Regions from separate parts of the Mus musculus genome. Here all the other regions are linked to region 3. Evidence: chromatin contacts called from public promoter capture Hi-C data. All regions are on one chromosome and are shown on one strand. Each heading gives the region's core, a stretch centred on a gene start, on an enhancer-like site or on the middle of the called end of the contact. The rest is flanking DNA. Distances are from core to core; before and after follow the strand shown.

Evidence for each region. Promoter capture Hi-C pulls out the DNA fragments that hold promoters and counts their contacts.
Region 1: a promoter capture Hi-C map of liver shows a contact between it and region 3, with 5 times the contacts expected there. The contact joins the enhancer-like site here to the promoter of Pros1 in region 3. A contact is called at or near these places in 13 of 39 promoter capture datasets (the 3T3-L1 cell line, the C10 cell line, the HPC-7 cell line and 7 more), 1 of 115 datasets of contacts at active chromatin or transcription factors (trophoblast stem cells) and 1 of 9 other capture datasets (adipose tissue).
Region 2: a promoter capture Hi-C map of hippocampal neurons shows a contact between it and region 3, with 8 times the contacts expected there. The contact joins the promoter of Epha3 here to the promoter of Pros1 in region 3. A contact is called at or near these places in 6 of 39 promoter capture datasets (cranial neural crest, embryonic stem cells, frontonasal cranial neural crest and 3 more), 1 of 484 Hi-C or Micro-C datasets (embryonic stem cells) and 5 of 115 datasets of contacts at active chromatin or transcription factors (astrocytes, embryonic forebrain, embryonic stem cells and 2 more).
Region 4: a promoter capture Hi-C map of embryonic stem cells shows a contact between it and region 3. The contact joins the enhancer-like site here to the promoter of Pros1 in region 3. A contact is called at or near these places in 7 of 39 promoter capture datasets (3T3-L1-derived adipocytes, the C10 cell line, the HPC-7 cell line and 3 more) and 4 of 115 datasets of contacts at active chromatin or transcription factors (embryonic stem cells, large pre-B cells and stem cell-derived neural progenitor cells).
Region 5: a promoter capture Hi-C map of cranial neural crest shows a contact between it and region 3. The contact joins the enhancer-like site here to the promoter of Pros1 in region 3. A contact is called at or near these places in 15 of 39 promoter capture datasets (the 3T3-L1 cell line, 3T3-L1-derived adipocytes, the HPC-7 cell line and 9 more), 1 of 484 Hi-C or Micro-C datasets (neural progenitor cells) and 5 of 115 datasets of contacts at active chromatin or transcription factors (astrocytes, embryonic forebrain, embryonic stem cells and 2 more).

What each region holds. Positions count from the first base shown.
Region 1 is chr16:64,834,299-64,838,241 of GRCm38.p6, reverse strand. The region is part of intron 1 of Zfp654 (zinc finger protein 654); the gene reads left to right. Among named protein-coding and RNA genes, the nearest start is that of Zfp654, 15 kb to the left of the region's middle. Within about 2 kb of position 1,316, at least 49 of the 459 cell types and tissues checked have an H3K27ac peak or open chromatin away from gene starts, as enhancers often do. A contact at or near this core is called in liver, where this site is marked.
Region 2 is chr16:63,862,050-63,865,799 of GRCm38.p6, reverse strand. It overlaps Epha3 (Eph receptor A3), which reads left to right and starts at 1,625. Exons shown (of 17, transcript NM_010140.4): 1 at 1,625-1,840. The coding sequence starts at 1,753.
Region 3 is chr16:62,852,542-62,856,157 of GRCm38.p6, reverse strand. Pros1 (protein S (alpha)) reads right to left here and starts at 1,851. Exons shown (of 15, transcript NM_011173.3): 1 at 1,654-1,851. The coding sequence starts at 1,729.
Region 4 is chr16:64,795,237-64,799,150 of GRCm38.p6, reverse strand. The region is part of intron 3 of Zfp654 (zinc finger protein 654); the gene reads left to right. Among named protein-coding and RNA genes, the nearest start is that of 4930453N24Rik, 26 kb to the right of the region's middle. Within about 2 kb of position 2,335, at least 9 of the 459 cell types and tissues checked have an H3K27ac peak or open chromatin away from gene starts, as enhancers often do. A contact at or near this core is called in embryonic stem cells, where this site is marked.
Region 5 is chr16:64,741,575-64,745,229 of GRCm38.p6, reverse strand. No RefSeq gene overlaps it. Among named protein-coding and RNA genes, the nearest start is that of 4930453N24Rik, 28 kb to the left of the region's middle. Within about 2 kb of position 1,974, at least 1 of the 459 cell types and tissues checked has an H3K27ac peak or open chromatin away from gene starts, as enhancers often do.

The sequences.
Region 1 (3,943 bases), core at 67-2,566, 2.0 Mb before region 3:
GTTCACTATGATCAGTTTTCAAGTTAAAAATTTTCTTTTAGGTTTTAATTTAAATAGCCCTAGTATAGATGTTTAAATTTATCAAATTTAATCTACTGATTAATAGTGTGTCAATTTGTTCAATTGATTTGTCTCCTTTTACCAGAGATTTTAGAGCATGGTTGGGTGGTTTGTATTGCTTTGGGCATGAGATGAATCAAGATTGGTAGAAAAGAGCTGCTCAATTCATGATAGCCAGGAAGCAGAACAGGTGGGAGGAGTCAGTGACCAGATACAATCATTAACATGTCTCCATCTAGGTCTCACCTCTGAAAAATGTGATCACCTCCAATAATGCTATTAGATTATGAAACTATTTGTGGATTAATCCACTTTTTAGGTCAAAACATCCATGATTTTAACACGGGATTTTGGAGACACTTTATATACAAATCATAACATATAAAAAATGAAGTAAATTTGTTTTCAGCTTTATGACTCATTATTATCAATTATTCGAATACACAGTGTTTATTTATTTATTGCCTCTATGTGTACATGCATGTGGGGGCCAGAGGTCAACTTCAGATGTCTTTCTCAATCGCTTTTCACCTTAATTTTTTTTTTTAAGGACAGGGTCCCTCTATTTAGCTCTGGCTGTCTTAGAACTCTCTCTGTAGACCCGACTGGCTTCAGAACTCAGAGATCTGCCTGCCTCTGCATCATTAAGTCATGCACCATTATGCACAGTTCTTAATTTTTGAAACAGGATTTTCCTGCCCTGGAGCTCAGGCTGGCTGGGTAAAGAGCTCTGGAAATGCATTTGTCATGCACTAGGCCAACATACTTACGCTGCCGTGTCTAGCTTTCACGTGTTAGGGATCTGAACTCAGTCCTCAAGCTTGTGTAGCAGGCTTTCTGCTGACTGAGTTCTCTCTCCTCTAGAGCTTGCATTTCTAGAGCTTACTAGAAAGCCCCATCAAGTGGTTTGTACTGATTTTGGGGGTGGGGGTGGGAGCAGATAGTTTTTATCTCTAAACATTTTTACATCCTGAAAGTAGTTTGCATTTTTCCTTTTAAAATTTTATGAAATCAGTGGTTTGCAATCACAGGTACCATGAGGTCTTAATTGATGGTTCTTGCATTAGAAGTAGGGCATACTACTTGTACTACATATCTCTACTGCTAACATATATTTCTTCTGTGGGGTTCTGGTATTTTTGCTACAGTAAGCATGGAGTCTGTGCAGTAGCACACATGGAGTCTGTGCAGTAGCACACATGGAGTCTGTGCAGTAGCACACATGGAGTCTGTGCAGTAGCACACATGGAGTCTGTGCAGTAGCACAGCACGCACTGTCTGAAGAAGCCCGACTGCAGCTGCTGTCCTCTAGCCTTCACAGGCCAGGGTTATGTTCTTGCTTTTTATTTTCACTCTTGTGCTAAGACACTTTTCACACTGTTACCTGGGCTGTTGCTGCTCTTCTGACATTTTAAACTTACTGAATTAAATCATAAAAGCACCCTTTTGTTTCCATGTTTACAACATTTACATAACAACCAAGAAATGAAGTTCGTTTAGATGTTTTTGAAAAAAAAAATACATCTTTTGGAATCTAGTGAAAGCTTCTTTAACAAACAAACAAACAAACAAACAAATAGATTTACCTTAAAATCGAGTCTGTGAGCAGATGGGTACAAGTACTGGTAGAAGCCAAAGGAAGATATCCAATCTCCTGGCAATGGAGTTACAGATTGTGAGCTACCTAATGCGGGTCCTGGGAACTGAAGTTGGGTTGCAAGAACAGTATGCTGAGCTATCTCTTCAGCTGAAGAGTACCTCATCTGGTTTATATTCCTTTCAGTCTCTTTGCTTTGCTTTTACTCCTTCTATGCCCTAGATAGTTTCACTTTGTTGGCATGATCAACATCCTGTTTTGTCACATTTCTGTGAGCAGTAGTAGGGTGTCAAATGCTTTACTATCAATAAACATAACTGAGGTTGGGTTTGTTTACTTTTTAGATTACTTGTGAACTGGCCCTCCTGCCTTCCTATTCCTTTCTCTTTGCTTTTTGCTCTGTCATTATCTCACACCTCTGATGCCAAGAGACTAAAATGTCAAGGACTTTGAATCAAGATGTTGTTAGTATCAAACAAAATTTCCCACTCTTCTCTTCCTCAGTTAAGGAAAAGTTATTGGCCAAAAGCAGACCTCCTACTTTCTCTTCATTATTGCTTTTCTTCTCCCTAGGCCTTTCATTTATTTCACTATACTGATCAAATAATTGCAATTTATATTAAATATGTACTCAAGATGTACTTGAAATACTTCAGATAATTTAATATAATCTCTTTTTTGCTACCTGTCAGATGTGTACAACTTTTTTGCTACTTTGTATAAATTTCTCAGTGTTCAAGGTGAGGTTTCCTACGTTCTTTTATTATTTTTCATCAGTTTTTAGAAGACTACTTTATCTATCATGGTTGGATTTCCCTCTGGCTCAGTTTTGATATTTCTCTCCTATAGTTATGTTTTTCCCTCAGTCAGGTACCTTTGAAATCACCAAAGATTCTCTTTCTAGTGAGTAGCAATTAGTGCTTTGGTCCTCCCTAATTCTATCTTTGAGAACATTTCTGGTATGATATATACTTCCCCCACCCCCGATTTTAGGAGTGTACTTTTTAAGGAAGTCCAAGTTTTTCCATCTTATTTAGCATACCTTCTTATTTACTCTTTTTTAATTCTCTTACTATGAATAAACATGTTTCATCTCTCTTAAATTTTAATTCAGTGGTGATTCACACCTTTAATCCTAACAGTTAGTTAGGAAGCAGAGGTAGACAGATCTCTGAGTTTGAGGCCAGCCTTGTCTACAGAGCGAGTTCCAAGACAGCCAAAGCTACTCAGAAAAACCCTGTCTCAAAAAACAAAGCAATCACCAAATAAAATTCAGTTTATCTGGGCTGCCCCGAGGAGGAGTGGATCACTCAGGTGATTTCCTGTGAACCATCTCCCCATTTTAACTGGTCAAATAAAGGCTAGAGCCTGCCTGTGATTGGGCAGTGGGAGGGAAAGGTGGGGCTGGAAGTTTTTCAGAGTCGGAGAAGAGTAGGAAAGAACAGAGGAAGAAAGACTAGGAGGAATAAATAGGTAGAAGGAAGATGGCCTGGAGAAGCCTCAAGAAGCAAGGGTCTCATAGCTGGGGAATAGATTAGTGTAGTGATGGGTCTGCCCAATCTAGGCATGCAGCTTATAAATTTTATAACTGAGTTGTGTGTTTTTGCACAGGCTTATTGGGGTTGGAGATTTACCACAATACCCAGTACTGAAAATTAGTATTAATTTAACTTTCATTTTAATTTAATCTTTTTATTGTGCACATACGTGTCCACAATAAAATTCTCTTGTCCAGGCACCAATCTGAGAATTTATGAAGCAAAAGAGTTACTCCTTTAGTTTTGGTAACAAATGGAAATTGACTTCACAATTGATGTAAAGGTCTTATTGTTTACTATTATTTTACTAATAGGAAAGCCAGATTTTTATGCTGACCTCCATGCTACTGTGTAGGTGCCCTGACCTGTGTCAAGGGCAATGAATACAGAAGTTTTTTTTGTTTGTTTGTTTGGTTTTTTTTTTTTTTTTTTTTTTTTGGTTTTTCAAGACAGGGTTTCTCTGTGTAGCTCTGGCTGTCCTGGAACTCACTTTGTAGACCGGGCTGGCCTCGAACTCAGAAATTCACCTGCCTCTGCCTCCCAAGTGCTGGGACTAAAGGCGTGTGCCACCACGCCCAGCTGAATACAGAAGTTTTGAGGAGCTATATAGAACAAAACTTCTACAATTAACCTTGGCCTAGAGTTGGTAGGCTGTCACTAGTTATTGCATACATCATCCCATGGACTAAGTGATTAGATGTGGTATAAAATTTGTCCTTACTATGGTATGTTTGGAGAAGGACTGAGT
Region 2 (3,750 bases), core at 376-2,875, 1.0 Mb before region 3:
GAAAGGAAGTAATACGTTCATAAAGACCAGCATACCATCATGACCTTTCCAAATGCTTTTAAATTGCAATCTGAAATAAATGTCATTTCTTTCAAACTCTCAGTAAAAAAAAAAAATCATATCCAGCTATGAAGCAATGTAACTGTTGTGGAACTGCAAACATTATGAGGCAATCCCCACTCTCTCCATTTTCTGGTCAACAAACCTTATTTTCAATGGAGTCAGATTTAGCACTGGTGGGCTCTACAGCCTCTGGTGGCCTAATGTGAGAAGGAGTTAGGGAGACAAGTCTCTCGAGGAAGTGTGAACAGAATCAGTCTCTTCCATCTGGCTTCTTCAACCCAACCCATCTTTACCAAACAGTCAACAAAGAGTATCAGAAGCCATTAGCCTAAATTCCAGGGTCATAGAAAGTGGAGTGCTTGTGAAATACACATCTTATTATCAGGACCCTTAAAAACCTACTCCGTCTCCCTTCTCAGGGCTCTAACACTGATCACTGGCGTTAACGTTGTCAACCTAATTTTCCGTTTTGAAGCCGTGTAAGGAAGTCATCTTGCTCCTTTTCAGGATAGGCTGAGATGGATGGGTGGTTGAGAGGGTTGGTGAGGAATCATTTTCTGGGACCTATTTCAAAGATAATTCAAAAGAGATCTTAAAGTAGAAATTGGATAAATTACATGGCTGAAGTAGGTTGCAGTGAGGTTGTTCAGCATGAGACCGTTTGTAACCATCATGCAAAGTAATTTAGCAAGTCCAAGGACATTGTTCTCTAGGAAATACTGGATTTTTCAGCGTTAAAAGAGCAGCCTTCAAATAGTCCCAGATTAGTGGCAGCTGGAAGGCAGAACAGGGAGCTATGAGTTAATCTCCGAGTCTCACAAAACAGGAAAGTTCTAGTGCTAGCTAGTTGTAGGCAGGAGCATTCCTTGTTCAGGACTTTCGATTTATATTGCAAATCCAGCAACCATCCGATGGAATGAGTGGTAGTCTGAAGCTATGGCTTTGGCTAGGATTGTTCCTGTCCTGGGAGGGCAACGGCTATTTGCCAGTGTTCAGAACCTGACTGTGACCTCTCTGTTTCAGCTGAGATTGCTGTATCAAATGCCTTTAACAGCCCCAATACCATGTGGTAGACTGAGCAGTCTACTTTTATCTTGTTGAATCACTAAGAGGACTGTGAACACACAGAACACAGTAAACGGATTAATTGCAATGGTCTTTGTCGTTCTACAATAATTGAATGAACGTCTTCCACTTTTAAAAACAATACTACTTTTTTGAACATTAGTTTCAACTCACAGTACCTCTAATAGGGATCTTTCAGAAATAGGCAACTGATCAAGTATAGCAAACAAATAGCTGCCTTCCCGTGAAAACGGAATGGCTCCCAAGACTCTCCGTCGCTGTCGCTGTCCCAGCACATCTTCTGGCTTTCCTACCCCACCAGCAACACTCTCGACCTCCACCCCTCTGCGTTCTTCCGCAGCTCCGTGGAACGGAGCTGGCTGCCAGCCATGGGGCTGCCCTGCTCTTCTTCAGCGCCCGCTGGCGACGGCACTAGGACCCAGAGAAGTCCCCGAGCGGGGTTCGCAGAAAGGCAGCCAGACTCCTCCTTATCTCCAGTGTCAAACTTGACATCAGACTGCGAGCGGAGCATGGTAACTTCTCCAGCAATCAGAGCGCTCCCCCTCACATCAGTGGTATGCTTCGCGGAGATATGCTCCTCTCACTGCCCGGTGCACCAGCAACATGGATTGTCACCTCTCCATCCTCGTCCTGCTCGGCTGCTGCGTCCTCAGCTGCTCCGGAGAACTGAGCCCACAGCCTTCCAACGAAGGTAAGCCAGGTAACCGCGCCGCTCCCGCCGGAGCGGAGCCCACAGCCCCCGGACGGCGCTGTTCCCTGAGATGCCCAGAAAGCAGTGGCAGCGAAAAGATTGTTTGCCCAGTAGCAATCCCAAAACACTTTTGGGGGATGTCTTGGGATTGTAGAAACCTTTAAAAATAATAATAAATCTGTTTTTAATCTGATAGCGAGCGATTCAAGTGATTACCACATTTACCAATTTGAACCAGAAAGAAAGAAAACCTTCGGTTTCTTTTTTTCTTTTTTTCTTTTTTTAACAACCCAGACTGTTAATTGCCAAATAGCCAAGGCAGTATTTTATTTTCTAATTATGACCATGTGGTTCTTTGAGAAGTTTCAAAGAAAAGGCTAGCCTCTCTTGAGATCCCCGCGGTGTGTTTTAAAGATAATGACAGGTTGCTCCTGCTTACACCCTTTGGCACTTATGAATGGACTGGAGAGAAGGGGGCTCGTTGGACCCGAGGTGTTTGAGTGCGCGCGTGTGTGCATGTGTTTATGTTACAACCGCCTTATTGAAGTGCTGTGGATCCCGCCGGGCGATGCTGTGCTCAGCGATACAGGTTCTCATGGGTAGCATATGCATGCCACATTATTAACAGCAGTGATGGTTCAAGGGATATACAGTGAGCTTAAGTTGGGTTCTTTTGTAAAAAGGCCTTTCATACACATAGAAGGATGCATTTAATGATTGATTGATAATTAGCTCCTGGGTAGATACAGTAAATAACAGACTAGCAAATTAGAAAGAACACTCATGGAAAGCTAACGGCATTTCCTTGATGCTGGATTAATTATTGTCAGTGTAACGGGCATCCTTGCATTCTCAATGGATCAAAGTGTAAACCTAATATTGAGAATATTTGTTTTCGTGGATACTGAGCAGACTCATGATATTTTTTTCAGACTTTTCATTATCTAGTTTTAATGATTTGTGAATACAAACTCTTAAGACAACTTCTCTGAATAATTGATTGCCTTGCAGCAACACTTACAACTTTAATTTCCTCTTAATGATTTTGAACATTGAGAATTGTATCGAGCAAGTTAACAATAGAGGACAGCTGAAGTGCAGGGAGCACAGTAGCTGTACAACACTCACTTAAAAACGTTTTGTAGAGCCAATGTTGTAGACATTATGCTTATGCCCATGTGAAAGAAAAATGTATGTAAACCCATTAGCACAAAGACCGCTTCCCATGTTTGGTGACCCACTTTCACGCTAATGGGACAGTTTAATTTTCTTTCCTTAGTGCCTTGGCTGCCTTTATCAGTCTGACTGGTTTTATTATTTTTTGTTTGCTTTTCAGTAGAGAAGTAGTGGTTTTTTGTTTGTTTGTTTGTTTGTTTTTCTTTTCATCATGAAGATGGGAAAACTGATTTTTTCCACAAATCACTTATTTAGTAATACAAATTAAAATGTTCACTTAAAAATAATCATCAGCCATTCTTGAAAGAAAGGTCATCCTGAGTGGTCATCTGCGCATGAGTAACACAGCAGTATGTTAAATTCTTTTAAAATATTTTTCTCAATATATTAAAATACTAACAATAACTAGAAAATAATATAACTGGCACTTTTATTTATTTATTTATTTTTGCTGAGTTGTCTTTTTCCAAATAGAATGTGTACGGACTACCCAGACAATGATCTCACTGAATTAGTGATGTGTAGGATAGAGATGAACTTACGTTTATGGTCAACTTAACCTCACTTTAAATTGCAAATAATAATAATAATGACCTTAGTTTTATTCATACTCATATAAAAGCAATGCCTATTAATTTAATGTAATAAGTATAATTAAATCTTAATTACCATTAAACCACTTTATATATGTATAATTGAATAGTGTATGTAAATAGTCATGTATTAATACCATA
Region 3 (3,616 bases), core at 602-3,101:
GTTTCACTTATTATAGCATATTTTGAGGACCATATAATTGATTATACATGACGTGTTTAACATTCTAATTGTATCTCACATTTCAATTCTCCTGGACCTTCGAGTTTGGGGATGTAGCTCACTGGCCTACCTTGTACCAACTCCCAGATCCAATTCTCAGCACCACAATGAAAGGCACGACCAGCAAGACCCCAAAACACAAAGTCAAAATTTTAGGGAAGAGAAACAGCACATAGGTGTCTGTTTCTTCATCCATAAACCAGAGATGGTTTTTCATCCAGGCAACAAGACAGGATGTTGCCATCACAGTACTGAATATTCTTTCTGTGATGTCCTTGTAGAAAGAACTTGTCTAGTCTCTGGGTGGCAAGTCAGCCACTGTTGTCCCTTGCTCTTTCCCCAAACACCAACTCTTGCTTTGTCTTTTGTTGTTGTTTTGTTTTGTTTTTATTTGTTTGTTTTGCTTTGCTTTGTTTTGAGACAAGGTTTCTCTGGGCAGCTGGGCTGTTCTGGAACTGTAGATCAGGCTGGCCTTGAACTCAGAGATTTGCTGACCTCTGCCTGGAGAGCAAGTGGCTGGATCAGAGGCACGTGCCGGCCACCGCCCTGCTGCTGTCGGAAAACATTTGATTGTCCTAATGTACAAGATAGATCATGTGCAAGCATACAGTCACATGCGGCTTTGTTATGGGGGCTTGGCCGTTGAAGTTTTGTAATTGTAACTTGTTTATCTTCAATATAAAACAAATCAGTTATAGTCTGGTCTTTAAGTTAGTTATAATTTTAAGAATACCTGCATCTTCTTATTACTTAATAAAAAATTGAAATTCTAGCAAACGCCTATTTAATTAACCATCCTTGAAAGATTTCTTTGATACTCTTAGTCGCCTAAATGTTATGCAGTTATTTCTCCCATGCCTGTTTCTGGGAATCCAACAGAGCAGAAGAAAGCACTGTTAATTATGAACACATTTAAAGTTTTGAAAACAATTTTGTTGACAGTTACAACGTACCAAACCTGTGTTGCTCTTTATATATCCCTAAGAGAAAACTCAATATGCTCCCTGGAATCTGGGAATGGAAGAAGGGGGAAAAAAATCAAGAAACACGACAATAAGGTGCAAAGAATCCGTGCCACCACCGCAGATCAGTAGCAATCAAAATCCTCAGTACAAAACGATCCTCGCTCCAAGATAATATCCAACAGCAACTTCTTACGCCAAGGTTAGGGAATGATAAGTAAACTCGCAGTGATCCTCAAACAGTTTGTCAATGTGAGACGAGCCAATCAAGTACAAAGTCCAGAAATTGCAAAAGGAAGGTTAACTGTAAGAGAGGGTGCAGGCTGGGATCGGAGGGCACCGAGGGTTGACTTAGTTTTCCTACCAATGTTTAGAACTATGCTCATCCAATTCCTATGACACTTGGTATCACCCAGCTTCTTGCATCAATCCTGTGGACAATGACTCCCAAAGCAAGGCAAGCTTTGATCTCGTCCCACGTTTACTCAGTCCGCCAGATCCAGGCTGCCGCCACTCTCTGAGACGCTGGGGGACTTACTGGAAATTTAGGAAGCAACAAGCTGTCCAGGAGACAATCCTACCAGCCAGGGCATGTAGGGACCAGAGAAGCCTGAAGATATGGATTACTTACAGTTTGTCTCTGAGACAGGGATCACCAGGGCGAGGCAGGCCAGTAGCACCCGAAAGCGTGCGCTCAGGACCCTCATTGCTGAGAGGATGGCCGGGGGTCAGGGCTGGCGCAGCGGGGACCGTGCCTGCGCTAGGGCGGCCGAGGGAAGCTGCGAGCCCGGGCTCTGCTCTCCCAGCTCTGCCGCGGCCCAGCCCGAGCGCGGGCGGGCGGAGCAGCCAGGGGCGGAGGGGACCGCCCGCTCCCAGCCCCCAGCCCGGGAGGGGAAGCGGTGACTGGGACATTTCCTGGAAGCTCTTCGCAGCTGGGGGGCGGGGGTGGGGTGGGGAGGGCCGCGGGAAGGAGGTCGGAGGCCGAGGGAAGCTTATCAGAGAGGTCCTTTGTCACTGTCCCCAGCCCTGCTTTTACTTCGTTTCTTTAGAAAGTTGTTTTCAAAGGGTGAAGTATCTCTCTCTCTCTGTCTCTCTGTCTCTCTGTCTCTCTGTCTCTGTCTCTGTCTCTCTCTCTCTCTCTCTCTCTCTCTGTCTCTGTCTCTCTCTCTCTCTCCTCCCCTGCTCCTACCTTCTCTAGCATCCCTTCCCCATTCCTCCTCCACCCAGCTTCCCTTCTCCCCACCCCACCCCATTTCTTTCCAACTCCAGAGACTGCCAGCCAGTCAGGATGTCAACTTAAACTGAAGCCAACTTGGACTTTAGGAAGAAGGGTACTCAAAACCAAAGTAGTGGGAGGAAAGAAAATCGAAAGGTTTGATCACCCACAGAGTATTTCCTCAGAACAGCTTGTTTTGGTGTTAGCATTACCCTTTTGGTTTTTGTCAGGCATACACGTGTAAATCAGGCTTTCCCTGCTACTTGAAACTAAACTGCCTGGGTTGAAAACATAGAACTTGCTCTTAACACTGTTTTATAACTTTAAGAAAAGAGCTTACACTTTTAAGTCCTAGTCATATCATCTGTAACAGAGATAAGAGGTTTTCATCGTGTTGACATGAGACTCTATAGATGCTATCGATATGAAACATTAAGTCCATGCCAACTAGTAGAACTCAACGCACATAGAGTATATTAATCCTTTTTTGTCCAATTAAAACATAGATTGATTTTTTTGAATGTGTGTGAACGAAACTTACTAGGCAGAATCATATTTTAAGGGTCATTTTTCCTCTCTCTCTCTCTCTCTTTCTCTCTCTCTCTTTCCTTTGTTATTTAGTGATCCAGTGGGGATGCAAGATGACTAAGATGGGAGTCAATATTTTTTCTGATAAAATGTTTTGGGAAATTTCCATTCATTGAGGAGGAGGAAGGAAAACTTTTGTACTATACCCGTCTATGCTCTATGCCATGCTAAATTAATGTATGATAGACTAAGAGGACAAAATGGGGCTGGAGAGTTCACTCAGCTGTTAAGAGCACTGGCTGCTTGTGCTGCCTGCTTGCTCCTCCAGGGGTCTTGAATTCAATTCCCAGCAACCACAGGTTGGCTCACAACTGTCTGTAATGAGATCTGATGCCCTCTTCTGGTATGTGTCTGAAGACAGCTACAGTGTACTCATGTAAATAAAAATAAATAATTTTAAAAAAAGAGGAGAAAATAATATTCAATCACATACATATACAGGAGAATTTCACAAATTCATGAGATCCAATGAGGTGGCCAGATGACTGAGACATATGGCAACTTAAGTTGAGGAAAAGGACTTTGAGGCTTACAGCCAAGGAGTTGAATGCGGGGAGAAGAAAAGTCAGGAAGAGACAATGAGTAGAACTGCATGGTCAAAAGGGGTTGCTTGCCTTATTGTCTCTCTGGCAACAACAATTGTTCTGGGTTTGTTCTTTCTAGTATGGTAGGAATCATACTAACTGGGCTGGTGAGATGGCTCAGCAGGTAAGAACACTGACTGCTCTTCCAAAGGTCATGAGTTCAAATCCCAGCAACCATATGGTGGCTCACAACCATCCCTAACGTG
Region 4 (3,914 bases), core at 1,086-3,585, 1.9 Mb before region 3:
TTTTGTTTGATGTTGAATATTGGCTTTCTGCATATTGCTTTTATTATGCTGAGGTTTGCACTTGTATCCCTGATCTCTCCCAGTTTTAACATTGAAATGGTATTATATTTTGGCAAAGGCTTTATCTAATGAGATAATTACATGATTTATTTTCTTTTTCAGTTTGTTGATATGATAGATTACATTGATTTTGTGTGTGTGTGTGTGTGTGTGTGTGTGTATTGAACCAACCCAGCATCCCTGGTATGAAGCTTACAAGGTGCATGATGTTTCTGATGTGTTCTTGGATTCAATTTGAGGTTTTTTTTTTTTTTTTTTTTTTTCCATCAATGTTCATAAGAGAGATCAGTCTGAAGAGTTCTTTTTTGGTTGAGATTAAGGAATTTGCCCTGTTGGTGGCAGGTGGCACAGGGGGCAGCATGACCTCTTATTCTCCAGACTGCATGTGCTTATTCTGATAAATTGGATTTTGTGTGTATTTCTTTATGTGGGAACCTGTGTTCAAGTAAATCTTACATACATATCTTAAAACTTCAGGTTTTGTATTATATTAGGGTTAGAATAGTAAGAATAACACATTGTCTGAGAGCTGAATTAATTCATTGCTTATTTAAAACATACAGAAATTGTGATGCTCAGTTTAAAATTCTTTATACCAATTATACAAAGAGTTTTCCTGAAATCTGTTGATTTCAAGATTTCTGTAATTTTTTTCCCTCAAATTTGGTGGTATGTTGTTTATGTATGTGGTATATATACTTCTTAGAGTGAGGATGTGTATGCCGGCCAGTGAGTTTCTGTCCTCAACAAGGTGGAAACAGGCATGTCTGATTTTTATGTGTTGGTACTTAGGATTCAAACCAAGGTCCTCCTGTTTATATAGCAAGTAGTATGACTCACTGAGTCATCTCCCCAGACCAGAATAAACTCCTAATTATCTAAAGAAAGTAAAATAATAATATTCAAAATCCTCATCTTAATGTGATAATTAAGAGTGGATTGGTATAGATTTTAATACTGAAATGACATTAAATCTGTTGTGGATTGAAGTAGATAATAAAGACTTCTTGATTAGTGGTAATGTGCAAAGACAACACATTAATTAACTAATTAATTGATCAACCAATCAATCAATTACTTGACTTAGTGGATGGTTTTGGATAACACCGTGGAATTTGTAGAAGGAAGAGTGACATGAGAAAAGGGCACAGGTAAAATACAAGGTGAATTTAAAGTGTTTCTCGGACAGGGATGGAAAGAAGGATGTGTCACATGTAATAGTAATGGTCCAGGTAGGCGGGGCCTTAAATTTCTAATTATGATGAGCTAACGAAGGGGTCAAACGTGGATGTAAAAAGATCCAAATACTGAAATACAGCTTTATAGACAGATGTGGACTTTAAAATGGCAACCAGTTTAGGAATGAAAAAAATCTAATTTTAGAACAAAACATTAATTCCACTTTACAATGGATTCTGAAAGAAAAGTGAGTAGAGTTGTTTGCTTCATACCCTTGGCAAAGGCACAGTGTTGAAAGGAATTAGCTAAAGGGAGTATAATAAGCCCACTTCAGTAAGCAGCAGTACTAAGCAGTGAAGGTAGAGGAGTGTGTTGATGTCCATCCATGCATTGTTTCAGAAACATTCTAAAAACATGCCTAATGCTTCAGGAGAGAAATTCTATAGTGCAAGAGGTTCTAGGCTAACTTTGGGGGTGTTAGTTTGAATATCATGCGAAAGCCATTAATACTATCTAAAGAAAGCAACTATTTTTATACTTAATTATTCTCGTTTATTCTGTTTTTTTAAAAAGTAGCCCACACTGAAAGGATTCGTTTTCATTACCTATATAAGAGTTATTTTCCTTAGTAGTACTCTCCAAAATCTAATATATTGACAAAAGAAACACACACAGACATACCAGAATAATCATACTGATGGGTTACACATTAAATGAGAAAGAAATAGTTTAAAATGTATCCTACCAGTTGGAGAGTATATATTGTAATCCTAGCCAGGGTAGAAGAAGTACACCCTCACGTGCATGTTGCAGTAAATCTCCATCCCAAATATGCCCGGCAATGAAAACATGACTCAGTTAATATGAATACATGCTGTGCACCTAGATTGGGCAGATCTACCACTACACTACCATCTTCCACATCCAATCTAGGTGCACAGCATGTATTCATCTTAGAACTTGCCGTTTCTCCACGCCATGTGCTTCTGCTCCGCTTTTCTTCTTCCTCCTTCTCTGCCTCCTCTCCTTTTCCCATTTTTCCTTATCTCTTCCCACCTTCTGCTCTACCTTCCGAATCATCAGCTCTCCTTTATTTTACAAATTAAGGTGCATAGCAGGTTTACAGGAAATCACCAAGTGCTGACTCATTTCCTAATTCGCAGGTACAGACAGGAGAACAGAATTAACATTAAATATAATTAGCCCCAGGGCTAGCCACAACACGTTGATATCCTCACTTCCCAAACTTTCTTGAGTTTGGTAGTTGTTAAAGGTTGTCAGAGCTTTCTCTGAGAAGCTTTCAATGGTCTCAATTAGGGACTTTAGAGCCCCCTGTTTTCTTTTTAAACTAAATTTCTACCCTTTTAAAGAAAATTTATAGGATACACTAACATAGACTGAGTCGAGTTCTAAATACCTCAGCATAATTGGCAATATAACTTGTAATTCATATGTATTTACACATATGATACCCCCACGTACCCTTTAATAATAAATGTTACAGCATGCTGATAAGAAAATGCACATTTTTTAATACTCAGGCATCTAGGTACCCTAAAATATATTATTTATACATACCACATGTGCACGTTCTTTGAAAATGTTAAAATATTCTAAGAACCGAAAGCTCACCTTTAGTGAGCACTTACTATGTGCAAAGTACTGTCCCAAGAGCCTTCTAGTACTTACTGTTATTATTTAATCTTCACAACAATCTTATGAAGTGGGCTCTCGAAATTAACTGTTAGAGCACAGAGAGGTTAAGTAACTTGCCCACTCTAGGATTTATTTTTATACTTAGTTGTTTTAATTTGGAGACACCCTTCAAGGCCATTTAGGAGATAACTTATTCTAACAGTTGGACATAATGGTTGTCTTCTTTGATGAAATAATTATGTGTGTGTGAAATAACTATATATGTACAAACACAGACACACAAACAACTGTACAATTGTGACTTCTTTGGTGTGATGTACTCCTAGTTCCTGTTACTTGGGAGCCTAAGGGAGGACTGATTAAGTCCAGCAAATTGAAACCAATCTTTGGAACAGGGACACCTCATTTGAAATTCTTGTTTTTCAGTTTCTCCCATCTTGTTCTTTATTAAATAAACCCCTTTTTTCTCTTAAGCAATAAGTTAAAAAACCAACCAAACAAAACTTAGAATTAACTTTTAGGTCAAAAATATAATGTTCAAATGATATAAAAACATGATAGTTTAATACAAGTAAAGTAATAGCCAGTGTGAATTTGTTAGTTGATAATTCATCTGATAAGTCAAATATTTTAATGCCTTTCAAAATGCTTAAACAGTATTTATAAGATGTTACGATATCTGTCTGCCTCCGGTATTATTTTAAGCACAGAAAAAAATGACATTTGTGCTTTAATTGCAATTCAGACAATATTGAAATATATTCAGATACTGCTAACTTCATTATCATCTTTTTTGTTAAGGATTCAAGTTCATTTTATTTATTTACTGAGTCTTAGTTTATTTTTCAAAATTTTAACTTTCCTGAACAATTTTTAAAACTCTTAGTGTATAATGAACCAGAAAGAAGAGTCCAACAGGTACACAAATTGTATATCTAAAGCTGGTTCATCAAACTCAGGAAATAAAAGTAAATCAATTTAATTCCTTTATTACTGTTACAATATAATGAAATATCATT
Region 5 (3,655 bases), core at 725-3,224, 1.9 Mb before region 3:
AGGTGATTAGGGGGATGGTGGCAGTTGAACATGTTTAGAATATATTGATTGCATGTATGAAATTCTCAAAGAATTAGTGAAATATCATATTTTATAAAAGGAAGCTATGGTGGAAGAGGCAGTTGAGTGGCTGAGGGTGCTTACTGATCTTATAGAAGGCCAGGGATCGGGTTCCAACACCGAAGTTCACAACCATCTGTAACTCTAGGTATAGGTGAGTCTCTTAGGGTCTCTCCAGCTACCCCCAACACACAAATAAAAGTAGCAGCAAGTCTTTGTATTGCAACATTCTTCAACAATGAATCTATGTATTGTGTGAGTTTATGTATTGAAGGAATTTATGAAACAGTGAAATTGTGTATTGTATGAATTTGTGTATTGTAAAACTTAAGTAACTACATTTATATTCATCAGAAACAGACCTGAATCCTAAAGAGGAAAGAGAAGGGCACAGAGTGAGTTCTGAGAGATGTGGACTTGTGGGCACAGGGATGCTTCCTACAATTGACTCGATTGGCGATCATCTCTTAGAAGAGATGGGAGAAAGGTTTGATAAATCAGTGCAGTGGAGGCTGGAGAGAGAGGGCAGTGGTTAAGAGAATGCACGGTTCTTGCAGAGGACCTGAGTTCAGATCCCAGCACCTATGTCAGACATCACCACTACCTGCCACCCCAACTCCTGGGGGAGTGATGCTGTCTTCCAGCACCATGGGCAGTTACCACATATCATGGCCTGAACAGTTTTATGGCGAGTGACCAGTGATGATCTCTCCTACTCCTCCCTTCTCCTTCCTCCTGCCTCGCTTTCCTTGTTTCCTTCTTTCTTTCCTTTGTTAAGCAGCTTGAATTTATTGCTTTTATCGAATTTGGAAAATGCTTGCTGTTATTTCTCCAATTACTTTTACTCCATACTCTCTCTTCGTTTTTTGTTTTATCCACAACATAACCAATAACATGTCCTCTAGGCTGCTTGATCTTTTCCCACAGGACACGGGGACTACATTTTTTTTCTTTTTCAGCATTATTTCCTCTGAGTTTTATTTTGGGTGGCTTTTATCGCAATATTTTCAAGTTTACTTTTTATTTTTCCTTATCAAGACTTTAGTCTATTTTACCCAGTGAATTTTTGGATACAGGTCATGTACTTTACATTTCCAAAGGTCTTATTCATGTTTTTATATATTTCATGTCATATTTTATATTTTATTTAATATTCTTAACCTATTTCTATTTTGATAATGCTTTGAAGTTTTTGTCTATTAACCCACCCTCATCACTCAGTTCTCTCATTTATATTGATTGACTGATTTGGGGGTTAAAATTTATATTTTTCGGTTTTGAAATGTTCATTAATTTTTTTATCACGTTAAATATTGCGATTTTTTTTATTGTTGAGTGATAGATTTTGTTATATTCCTTCAACAGATTCTGTACTTTTTCAGGCAGGCAGTTGACACTAAGAAATAATTGTGTTCCTTTTTTAACAAATTGCTTTAATGCGAATTCTCGTGGGTTGATGCAGACATTCTCTAAGACAAACTGCATCCCAGTAGAAAGGGCAGTCTCATCCACAGATGCTCTGGAGTGCTCAACGAAAGGGCAGTCTCATCCCCAGATGCTCTGGAGTGCTCAAAGCCTTAGTTTTCTTGGTATGCCATGGTAAAAACCCCACAGATGGAGTCTATTAAACAACGGCAGTACTTTCTGTATCTCTGGTGTCTGGAATCCCGAGATCACAGAACGGACAGGGCTAGCTCGGAGGAAACTTATGTCCCGGCTCTCAGATGGATAGCTCAAATGTCCTCACTTGACCCTTTATCTGTGCATGCTCAGAGAGGCAGACAGAAAGAGGAAGGGGAACAGATATATCTATATCTATCTACATATAGAGTGAGGGTCTGATTTTTCCCTGAGGCTTCTTGATCTTCCTTAAAAATCTATTTCTGTCAACTTGATATGTCACGTTTGGTTGATATCTGTGGGAGGCCTGCCCTTTTCTGAAGGGAAATGGAGCAGGGATGGATGGGAGGTAGGCAAAGGAGAGACTGGGAAAAGAGGAGAGGAAACTGTAGTCAGGATGTATGGAATATATAATCAAAAAGGAAAAACACACAAACAAGCAAAACAAACTGTTTCTGTGTACACACATGCCTGGGCTACATACATGTGGTGGTCAGAGATGGTGGTGGGAGTTGGTTTTCTCCTTTACTGAAGGACCTGGGGTGGGGCTGGCTGCTTGGCATGACGTGGCTTTAATTGCCGAGCTATCCCACCAGCCTTTCCTTTTCCTTTGTTTCTTTCTTTCTTTTTTTAAAATTTTTATTAGGTATTTTCCTCAATTACATTTCCAATGCTATCCCAAAAGTCCCCCATACCCTCCCACCCACTCCCCTTCCCACCCATTTCCACTTCTTGGCCCTGGTGTTCCCCTGTACTGGGGCATATAAAGTTTGCAAGTCCAATGGGCCTCTCTTTGCAGTGATGGCTGACTAGGCCATCTTTTGATACATATGCAGCTAAAGACAAGAGCTCCCGGGTACTGGTTAGTTCATATTGTTGTTCCACCTATAGGATTGCAGATCCCTTTAGCTCCTTGGTTACTTTCTCTAGCGCCTTCATTGGGGGTCCTATGATCCATCCAATAGCTGACTGTGAGCATCCACTTCTGTGTTTGCTAGGCCCCGGCATAGTCTCACAAGAGACAGCTATATCTGGGTCCTTACAGCAAAATCTTGCTTGTGTATGCAATGGTGTCAGCGTTTGGAGGCTGATTAAGGGATGGATCCCCAGATGTGGCAGTCTCTAGATGGTCCATCCCTTTGTCTCAGCTCCAAACTTTGTCTCTGTAACTCCTTCCATGGGTGTTTTGTTCCCAATTCCAAGAAGGGGCAAAGTGTCCATACTTTGGTCTTCGTTCTAGCCTTTCCTTTTCTTAAGAGTCAATTCTTCCTGTTGTTGGATTCTGAATCATTGCCAGCAATAGGGCATTCCTTTAACTGAAACCTTTTGAAGGTTTCAGATGGCTCTCAAGCTTAAATGTCATATTCTAAGGAATGTTTTCTAGTATCTTTGGGGCACTTCTCTTCTTGTTCAGTCTCACCTTCCAAATGGATCCTGCTATGGTCCTATCTGTGGCACAGCGCTGCTGTAAGAGTCAAGTAGTAAGTGAGTTGGGGGAGAGTTCCTAGTTGTGTTCATGTTCTTCTTCTCCACCATTCAAGCCTTAGCTTAAAAAGTTCTTCCACTGTGACGTCTTTTCTGACCATCATTTTTTCCTAATGATATATTCTTATACAGTCTTCCTTCCTTCCTTCCTTCCTTCCTTCCTTCCTTTCTTTCTTTCTTTCTTTCTTTCTTTCTTCCTTCCTTCCTTCCTTCCTTCCTTTCTTTGTTTCTTTCTTTCTTTTCTTTCCTTCCTTCCTTCTTCCCTCTCTTCTTCTTTCCTTCTTTCCCTTCCTTCCTTCCTTTCTTTCTTTCTTTCTTTCTTTCCTTCCTTCCTTCTTTCCCTCCCTCCCTCCCTCCCTCCCTCCCTCCCTCCCTCCCTCCCTTCCTTCCTTCCTTCCTTCCTTCCTTCCTTCCTTCCTTCTTCCTTCTGTCCTTCCTTCTTCCCTCCCTCCCCCTTACTTCCTTCTTTCTCTCTCTTTCTTTCTTTTGC